Regions from separate parts of the Mus musculus genome. Here region 2 is linked to region 1. Evidence: chromatin contacts called from public Hi-C data. All regions are on one chromosome and are shown on one strand. Each heading gives the region's core, a stretch centred on a gene start, on an enhancer-like site or on the middle of the called end of the contact. The rest is flanking DNA. Distances are from core to core; before and after follow the strand shown.

What was found. A called contact is a pair of places that touch in the nucleus more often than the background predicts.
Region 2: a contact with region 1 is called in a Hi-C map of cortical neurons, with 4 times the contacts expected there. The contact joins two enhancer-like sites. A contact is called at or near these places in 5 of 484 Hi-C or Micro-C datasets (cardiomyocytes, cerebral cortex, cortical neurons and 1 more).

What each region holds. Positions count from the first base shown.
Region 1 is chr16:70,566,997-70,571,602 of GRCm38.p6, reverse strand. It overlaps Gbe1 (glucan (1,4-alpha-), branching enzyme 1), which reads right to left. Exons shown (of 16, transcript NM_028803.4): 16 at 1,883-2,614. The coding sequence ends at 2,558. Among named protein-coding and RNA genes, the nearest start is that of D16Ertd519e, 47 kb to the left of the region's middle. Within about 2 kb of position 2,757, at least 16 of the 459 cell types and tissues checked have an H3K27ac peak or open chromatin away from gene starts, as enhancers often do. A contact at or near this core is called in cortical neurons, where this site is marked.
Region 2 is chr16:70,866,394-70,870,999 of GRCm38.p6, reverse strand. No RefSeq gene overlaps it. Among named protein-coding and RNA genes, the nearest start is that of Gm29823, 87 kb to the left of the region's middle. Within about 2 kb of position 2,554, at least 4 of the 459 cell types and tissues checked have an H3K27ac peak or open chromatin away from gene starts, as enhancers often do. A contact at or near this core is called in cortical neurons, where this site is marked.

The DNA of each region.
Region 1 (4,606 bases), core at 1,508-4,007:
TCTATGCACAGTAAATTTTGATCCCATTTAATCCCCCTCTCCCCATTTCCAAGCAAATTTTTTACTAATTATGAATAATCAGGTTAAAACGAAATAGAAACAAAGAATGGATATTAATAAAAATGAAAAAGACAACACATTTCTCAGAAATGCATCATTATTTGTGGTGCATAAAATACACACCAATTATTTGAGATTCAAAAAAGCAAGTTTTAGAGTTTGGACTGCGATAGTCAATGCAGTTGCTAAAGGATCTGACTTAGAATAACTTGGGTATCCAAATTCATTAATATGGTTGGCTCTTCATAGTTAATAGATTGTATATGTGTGTGTGACAGTATGTCTGTTATCATGCACATAAAACTCATAAGAATATTGTACCTTATATCTCGCTATACTAAGTTTCTGGGCTAATATCCACTTATCAGTGAGTACATTTCATTTGAGTTCTTTTGTGATTGGGTTACCTCACTCAGGATGATGCCCTCCAGGTCCAACCATTTGCCTAGGAATTTCATAAATTCATTCTTTTTAATAGCTGAGTAGTACTCCATTGTGTAAATGTACCATATCTTTTGTATCCATTCCTCTGTTGAGGGGCATCTGGGTTCAGAAGAACGAAGACCAAAGTGTGGACACTTTGTTCCTTCTTAGAATTGGAAACAAACACCCATGAAAGGAGTTACAGAGACAAAGTTTGGAGCTGAGACAAAAGGATGGACCATCTAGAGACTGCCATATCCAGGGATCCATCCCATAATTAGCCTCCAAACGATGACACCATTGCATACACTAGCAAGATTTTGCTGAAAGGACCCTGATATAGCTGTCTCTTGTGAGACTAGGCCGGGGCCTAGCTCACAGTCAACTATTGGATGGATCACAGGGCCCCCAATGGAGGAGCTAGAGAAAGTATCCAAGGAGCTAAAGAGATCTGCAACCCTATAGGTGGAACAACATTATGAACTAACCAGTACCCCAGAGCTCTTGACTCTAGCTGCATATGTATCAAAAGATGGCCTAGTCGGCCATCACTGGAAAGAGAGGCCCATTGGTCAGGCAAACTTTATATGCCCCAGTACAGGGGAACGCCAGGGCCAAAAAATGGAAATGGGTGGGTAGGGGAGTGGGGGGGAGGGAGGGTGTGGGGGACTTTTGGGATAGCATTGGAAATGTAATTGAGGAAAATACCTAATTAAAAAAAAAGTCAGAAGAAGATGCTAGGAGCCTTACTCTATCACCGTCCACCTTGTCTTTTAAGACCGGGCATCACATTTATGAAGCCAACTTTTTGCCAAGGGTGACTAGCCACCAAGCTCCTGGGATTTGCCTGTCATCTTTGCCTAATGCCTGGGCTATCCATGTACACAGTAAGTCCGAGTTTTAATGGACGTGCTAGGGATTTGAACTTGCATCATCTCTTGGTAAAGGTTTTATTTTTAATTATGCATATGTGCCTGCATGTAGATCTATACATATGAGTTTGATTAATCTTGGAAGGCAGAAAGTTACGTTGGAGACGATGTAGCTGGAGTTCTAGGCAGCTGTGAGCTACCCAGTGTGGTGCAGGGAACTAAACTCAGGTCACCTACAGATGCAGTCCATCATTAAATAACCGAATAACCACCAAATAACTTCCCCAACCTCTGAGCACAGCTCTTCTGGCTTTCACAAGTGCTCTAGGCCACTGAGCCACATCCCAGGAGCCTGGTTTCTCTGATTTTAGGTTACACAATGCTTCGACTGGTTAGAAAAGGTAATTAGCGGCCTGCTCCATTATACATATGCGACTCTACATGGAGAACACATCAGAGTTGAGATAAAGCTCACTAATATTTCTTGGAAATCATTCCTTATAATAGCATAATAAAAAGCACATTAGTCAATGCAATTTGGCATTTTTCTTTTTATTGATGAAAGTGAAAGACATTATCAGAAATGCTACAATGACCACTTCAAGTCTTCAGAAGAGTGAAATATCAGCGTCTACTGAAACAGTATACGGACAGGAGAGTACAAGATAGAACTTAATGCAAAGTGAGGCACAGATACGAATTTTTATATCATCTTTTATAAGATTCTCATTTTATATTAGTGCTATGTGTTTAATACAGTATTTCTAAACACAATTAAAAAACACAGCAAAGAAACAAACTCAGTACCTCATCATTAAGACAAGTAGATATAGAACAAATAAGGCCACCAAATATCTATCTCAAAAAATATTTTTACTACAGCCAAAATAATCATGCCTGATGAATAATTCAAATTTAAAATGAAAGAATCGAATGCTTTGCCAGAAAAGTAATATTTAAAAATTATCATGTGCTACACTTCATTTGCAAATCCTAATTTCTTGGATGGCTTTGAAATAGACGTTGCTAATATTTTAAGCACATCCTTCATAAGCAACTTATATGTTTGCGTATTCCAACGCTGAGTTCCAGCCTGATGTTTTGGCTAGACAGCAGTGTTTTGCAAAGCTTACACGCTATCAACACTGTGAGGGGGATCAGCGGCAACACGTCGGCGTGAGATGGGCTGAGTGTAGGTCTCTTCAGTTTTGCAGATCCACATTCTGAAGGATGAGAGCCACTCGGCTTGGAATGTACACCTGTCAACACAATCGCAACGGTGTAATTAAAAGAAATGTTGAACAAGCTGTCGTAAAATCAAAGTGACATATATACCACGCAGTCTCTCACAGGACTGTAATCAGTGATTCACGGAATTCTACCAGCCATCGGAAGGCTCAAATTCATTCAGCAGTTTTGGCAGCAAGGGCTATTACAACAGTAACCACTAGAGGGCTCCAAACTATTTACAAAAGATTCAATTCCTTACAGGAATGAAGTCAAGGGCTCTCAAACTTAAATCTCACTATTAGTTGGTGTACAAGGGCTGCGTGCAGTTCACACCGTTGTTGTAATTGGAAGAATAAATACAATAGTCAGGCACTCAATAATGTTAACCCAATTAAAGAAAAAACAAAATAAGAAACAAACAAAATAAAGGACCCTTTCTCTGAGATAGGTCATACGCTTTCCACACTCTTATCTTACTGCGATCTGCCCTTATGGTTTCTATCACACTCCCACTACAGCTATAGGAGTCTAAACGCCTCTGAATCTTGTCCGGAAGGTATCTTATGCTCTAAACTTTTCCCTGGTTCCCTGGTTTCTATAGCTTTCAGGCCTTAGCAATCCGTAGCTCGATGGCCAGGTTACCCTAGGACACCACCACATATTGAATGTTCTCCACTCCATTTAAATCACACAGCCGTTTGGCTCCTTCGGGTCCTTTCACGTAATTTGTGTATTTCGTTTCCCTCTCTTCCTTCCTTCCTTCCTTCCTTCCTTCCTTCCTTCCTTCCTTCCTTTCTCTTTCTTTCTCTTTCTTTCTTTCTTTCTTTCTTTCTTTCTTTCTTTCTTTCTTTCTTTCTTTCTTTCTTTCTTTCTTTCTTTCTTTCTTTCTCTTTCCAGATATCTATCCTCTTACCACTTTAAGGAAGTGGGGGTAAAATATCACTTGGTCTTTCATAGCTATCAGGTGCCATTAGGAAAGTTGGGTCCAAATAATGGCTGCATTAAAAAAAAAAAAATTGTAACTACTTGAGGAACACACTTCCAAAAATTCCTCTAAAATTACTACTCATAACATAGTTTTTATAAAATTTATAACTAATGAACTGTGTGACCTGATTTATTTTCTACATAACACACTTAAGAAGTAGCAATGTAAATAATAAAATAATAATTGTAGATCACTGATGTCATTATGAGACCTCTCTCCATTTCTTTGTTAATATTTTACTATATTCAGTTATTTCACCTCTACACAAACACTTGACACTTTAAAAATGTCTCTTATAGTTTACAACCAAATTAAAAACGACAAGAAACATGGCTTTATGAAGAAAAACAAAAAATAATCTCATTTGCCGTTTAACTTTGCAAATGACCTCACTATTTCTTGTCTAAGATATCTACAGTAAAGAATCCCAATTATGCTTGCAAAAGTCAGGCAGACCAATGGAACTGGCTAGTTTTAAACATTAAAAGATAGCTCATGTTAAAAGATGTAGTTTAAATAAAATTCTGCTATGAATGCAATGTCTAGAGGCAATTTTCTCATCCTTCCTTAAATGTAACAGTCATTTGGAAAATAATTTTCATCTGTTAAAAATTTAACAAATGCCAATAGCCACTACTTAGTCCAGTGTCACGATCTGGTTTGCCATCAAGTATTTTGAGAAAGGTAAACATCACATCCTTAGTCATTACAGGTGGGGACATCAAGCATTTCAATGCCCCAATCTTTTTACCTATAATTTACACATTGAACTAATGACTGCTAACTTTTAAACCGCATTAGAATTTAACTGCTCCTGAAATTCACTTCATCCAAGGTATTCTTCTTAGCTAAGACCCAGATTAAAGTAAGATGTAGAAAATCCTTCCAACAAAGGGAAGCTGTACGTATGTGAGGTAGAAGTCTTCCGCCGATAAAGAAAAGCTCCAATCCCAGGGATTGTAAATGTCTATAGTGAAGTCACAGACAAAAGAAAACCCATCAAAGCAAAGGAGAAGAAACAACGGCACTGACC
Region 2 (4,606 bases), core at 1,305-3,804, 300 kb before region 1:
CCATGGGGTTGTAAACCTCCTCAGCTCCTTCAGTTTCCATTGGGGACCCCGTGCTCAGCCCAATGGCTGGCTGCAAGCAACCGCCTCTGTATTTGTCAGGCTCTGGAAGAGCTTTTCAGGAGACAGCCATATCAGGCTCTAACCAATCTGTATTATTGTTCCCAGCAGCTCAGATTCAGGGTCCGCTTTTCCTACCTTCCCGAGAAGGAAACTGATTTTGTATTCTATAGCTCCAGTTTCATGGTGTCTCTCAAAGCACCAATACTGCTGCAGCTTAATAGAGCATCCCTTGTAGATCTCCTTGACTAGAGCAGTTGGAGAGAGATCTACAAATCCATAAAGAGAAACTTCTTTTTCCTCCCAAGAGTAGGTACAGGAGGTGCCAAGAAGGCTTTCGTAGCTTACATGCCTGAATGACTGCATATTGTGTGTTCAGCTTTAATCAGAAGATGTCTGTACAGCCCGAAGACCTAACCTTAGCCTCCAGCGTGCACTGCTTACTGTCCCTTATCCTGTAAAATCAGTGATGCTCTGGTGCACTTATGCACAACAGCTGACTTTACCGAATGAGTAACAATGGCACTTCCGGGCCAGAGCGTGCCCTTTATTTAAGGCTACATCAGAGTCACATTGCACTTTATTTCCTTGCTCTATAAGATTACAAACGTGGGATATGAGCTCCCTTGCCCACAATATATCAGCTCCATTTCAAAACATAAGGACAGAAATTGGCTCGAGGATAGAGGGGGTACAAGGAGCGTACATGGCTCTCAATAGCTCACGACCTGCTTCCTTTAGACACGGTACATGATTGCTACCTGGATCTCAGATAGAAAATGAGGTGAGAAGTATGTTCATCATACAAAATAGACATGACTATGAACTGAAAACAAAAGACAAGATGAGGAAGAGGAGAGGCAAAACTCAGCCACCAATGTAGTAATATTCTCCTCTTGGACACTTGTGTATGTCAAGATAGTCAGGACCAGCAAATGAATTCTTTTCTTCCTAGTGGTAGGGAGAGGATCCTTGCCTTTGGTTAAAGTCAATCTTAGCTTCCCTTTCTTTGCCAAGTACTCTTGTCACTTAACCTCACTCTTAGGAAAACCAACTTTCTACAGAAGCCATTTGCTTATGTGCTCTGTCTTGAGCTTAATTTTAATCACTGAGCATTATAGCTCTAAAAAGCAACAAAGTTCTGATTTAAATCTCTTAAACATATATATATATATATATATATATGCTATTCAAATTAAATTATTGTAAGAACAGTAACACTATATTAAAATATAATCACCTTACTCCTTTTGGCTTCATGACAACGTTCATAAAGTGCTTAATATTCATGTAACACACTGCCTCACCCTGTAATGTCACTATATTTATGGAAAGAAATTGTAATCCTCTTTACTGGCTCAGGTTAATTCCAATAAAATATTAAATCCATTTTCTAATCTAAATGAGTTCATTAGGAGAGGCATGGTACTGAGAATACCAAACTCTCTACAGAGTTCAGCTTCATTACATTCCTGCACTGTGCGTTTCCCGAGCTGTTGTACTACATTTATGAGGATTTATCTGTACTGTTCCAAAAACATTCATCCTAATTCTACTCCTTCTGTGCATGCTAATCATGAATATGTTAAGTGGAAATACTAAGCTTGTAGCCAACCTCGTCCCCAGATGGGTTCAAGTTATGATTACAGAAGCAAATTTGCCATAAGCACTCTTACAGCATTGCCAGCAAGCCAGAAACGGAGGTTTGGGGGAGAGAGAGAGAGAGAGAGAGAGAGAGAGAGAGAGAGAGAGAGAGAGAGAGAGAGAGAGAGAGGATGGTTTGAGACAATAGGAATGTCATGAATGTTAGAAAGAAAGAAGGGAGCTGGTAAGTGTTAGAGTTTGCTCTGTATCAGAGAGAGTTTCAGGAATGTTGAAGTACATCTCTCTGAAGAATAGTAAAATAAACACAGAGATTAAATCATTAGTATTAAATGTTTACAGTTTCTGAAAGTCCATAATCCTTGGGAAAACCACTTGGGATTTAGGTCATTGCATCTAGCAAAACTTTGCCCCATTTGTTCTTTCATTTGAGAACAACAATGGATCTTTTAGGAGGGCAGACAAGAGTATTCTGGGATGTTACATGATGACTAGCCAGTCACAACTGTTGCCCAGTGGAGTTTTAGACCTGTTGTCACACCGTAAGATTTCTGTTATCTTTCAGGTTAAAGAAAAAAAAAAGACAAATGATCTATTTTATATTTTACATAGAATGAACTCCATCAAGAGTCATTCAGTCAGTCTCTTTTTGTTAGGGTCCTCAGTGAACTCTGAGTAAAGACACTTTAATCTACACTTTAGATATTTAGTGTAAAAATGATTCCTCAGTCAAGTGAGGAATTTCCTATTTTTAGCAACAGGAAGAAACAGGGGTGGGAACAAGAGAAAGCTATTCTTAGTGCTGATTATTTTTAGTTAAATACAGTTTCTTCTTCATCTATATAAAATCTGTAATAAATCGTCAGCGACCACTGGTTGTCACTGTTGTGCCACAAAACAGCATGAGCAGTTCCATTCTTTCAAAAACCTGCCTTCTGAGATGTGAGTTTAGAATTATATACACTTTACTCTCTGAATTATCATTAAAACAGAGCATGGAAGCTTATGCCAGGATCCCATTATTTCACATGATTATTAGGCCATTTATGTGGGAGTCTGCCTCAAAATCAGTGCCATATAATAGAGTGGAGAAGTAGAATAAAGACTGCATTATAAACTGCAACAAAACCCTGTGTCTTTAAAAGGCCGTGTGAGAAATATTTGTTTGTTAGAGCACACATTTTTTTAAACTGGTGCTTAAATATTATTATATGTGTATGCAATAGGTGCATTTGATCACTTCAAAGTTTAGAAATATTATTCAATTGAAGTGTTTCTAATGATTGAGCCCATGCCATTTATAAGCAGCAGATGAGTAGACAGCCCTGACATAATCTTCCTTTTTCCCCAAATCTGATTAAAACTAGCAAGACAAGAAATCAATGGGCTCCGGAATATAAATTCCCCAAATATTCTGTTGTGTTTGAAATTAATTAAGGACGGTGATGCAGGAACCTCAGATCAATAAACATCAATGATGTTAGTGTTAAAGGTGGGAAGAGCTGGCATGGAATCAGACTGATATGTGGAGGTATAAGATGATTATCTACTCAATGAAATTAAAGGTTAAAATTAGGCAAACTATGCTTTAGGAAAATGTAGACGGAGGCCTAGAGAGTCCAAAAAACAATGGCTGCACTCCCTAACACAATCTTTTAAACTTTCATATTAGTGACATTACTTCATGTGTCTTTTCGATAAACTACAATAATTTTGAAATTGTCAATATTGAGGTTTTGGTGTGGGAAGAGAGGCATAATGCTCTCGAGTGATTGAATTTGGAGTTGGAGAAAGCAGAAGCTCAACACATTCACAGAGGAGCTGAGAGCATCAGTTCTACCATTTTCCCATATCATTGCAAGTGTGGCCCTAACCATCATCTGATCGTATCGAACTAGAACTAGAGTGTCTTAAGGTCATTCTTAATCTGCTTTTCACTTTTATTTCTGCATTCGCTCTCCTTTTTTTTTCATTTTCTTTTATTTCTATCTTCCTTTTTAAAATCCTGTTTAAACCTCAGCCACAGTTATAATCTGTAAGCCATAAATCAAAATGGAAAAGGAAAGACAATCAGTGTAGGCTATCCAGTTAAGTAATGATTATTTGTCACACTTATTTTTGAAATTTTTACTACTACAAAATAGGCGATGTTATAAAGAGACCATTTCGATCTTACATCCTCTGTGTGTACACATATTCATTAAGGTATAAGGTCTGATTATTTGTATTGGGAGGGTGGATTCGCGATTTCTCTGTGTAACAGCTCTGGCTATCCTGACACTCTCTTTGTAGACCAAGCTGGCCTTGAACTCTTAGAGATCTGCCTGCCTCTGCCTCCCAAGTGCTGGGATTAAAGTTCACTACCATGCCCAGTTACAATGTAAGTGTATTGAATACATTAAGTTATGCCTTAGTGTGGCAAATGAGAATGATGCAGGAGAAAGCTCCTGGTAGGTGGTAAAGGAGAAGGGCTCCTGGTGATATTGCAAGTTGCTCACATGTGTTACAGTGAGAACAGAGGCTGGGGTTAAAAGGAAGATAAAGAATTACCATGAAAAGATCTGGAACACTGAGGAAAATGACCAAGCGAGCATATATTTGGCATGAGAGAATTAAATTATATAAATGGGTAGAAGCATAGACCATCTTGTTCCTACTTCCCTACCCCAACAAAGCTCTTGTGAAGAACACTCGTAAGGCATTTGTGTCTTTTCATAGAGCCTTCCTTCAGTGTAAGTTATGATAACAGATTCTATTGTAAGTTAAGTGCCCATAAGAACCTTCCATCTGACAGGCCACTTGAGACCCACATCAACAAGAAACCAGTTGCAGGCACCTCCTGATGGCTGTGGTCGATGTCACTCACTCTCTGCCGTGGTTAAGGTGCAAGTTGCCCATGTAATTATGAAGATTACTTTATTAACACAAAGCAGGACATTTGCTAGCA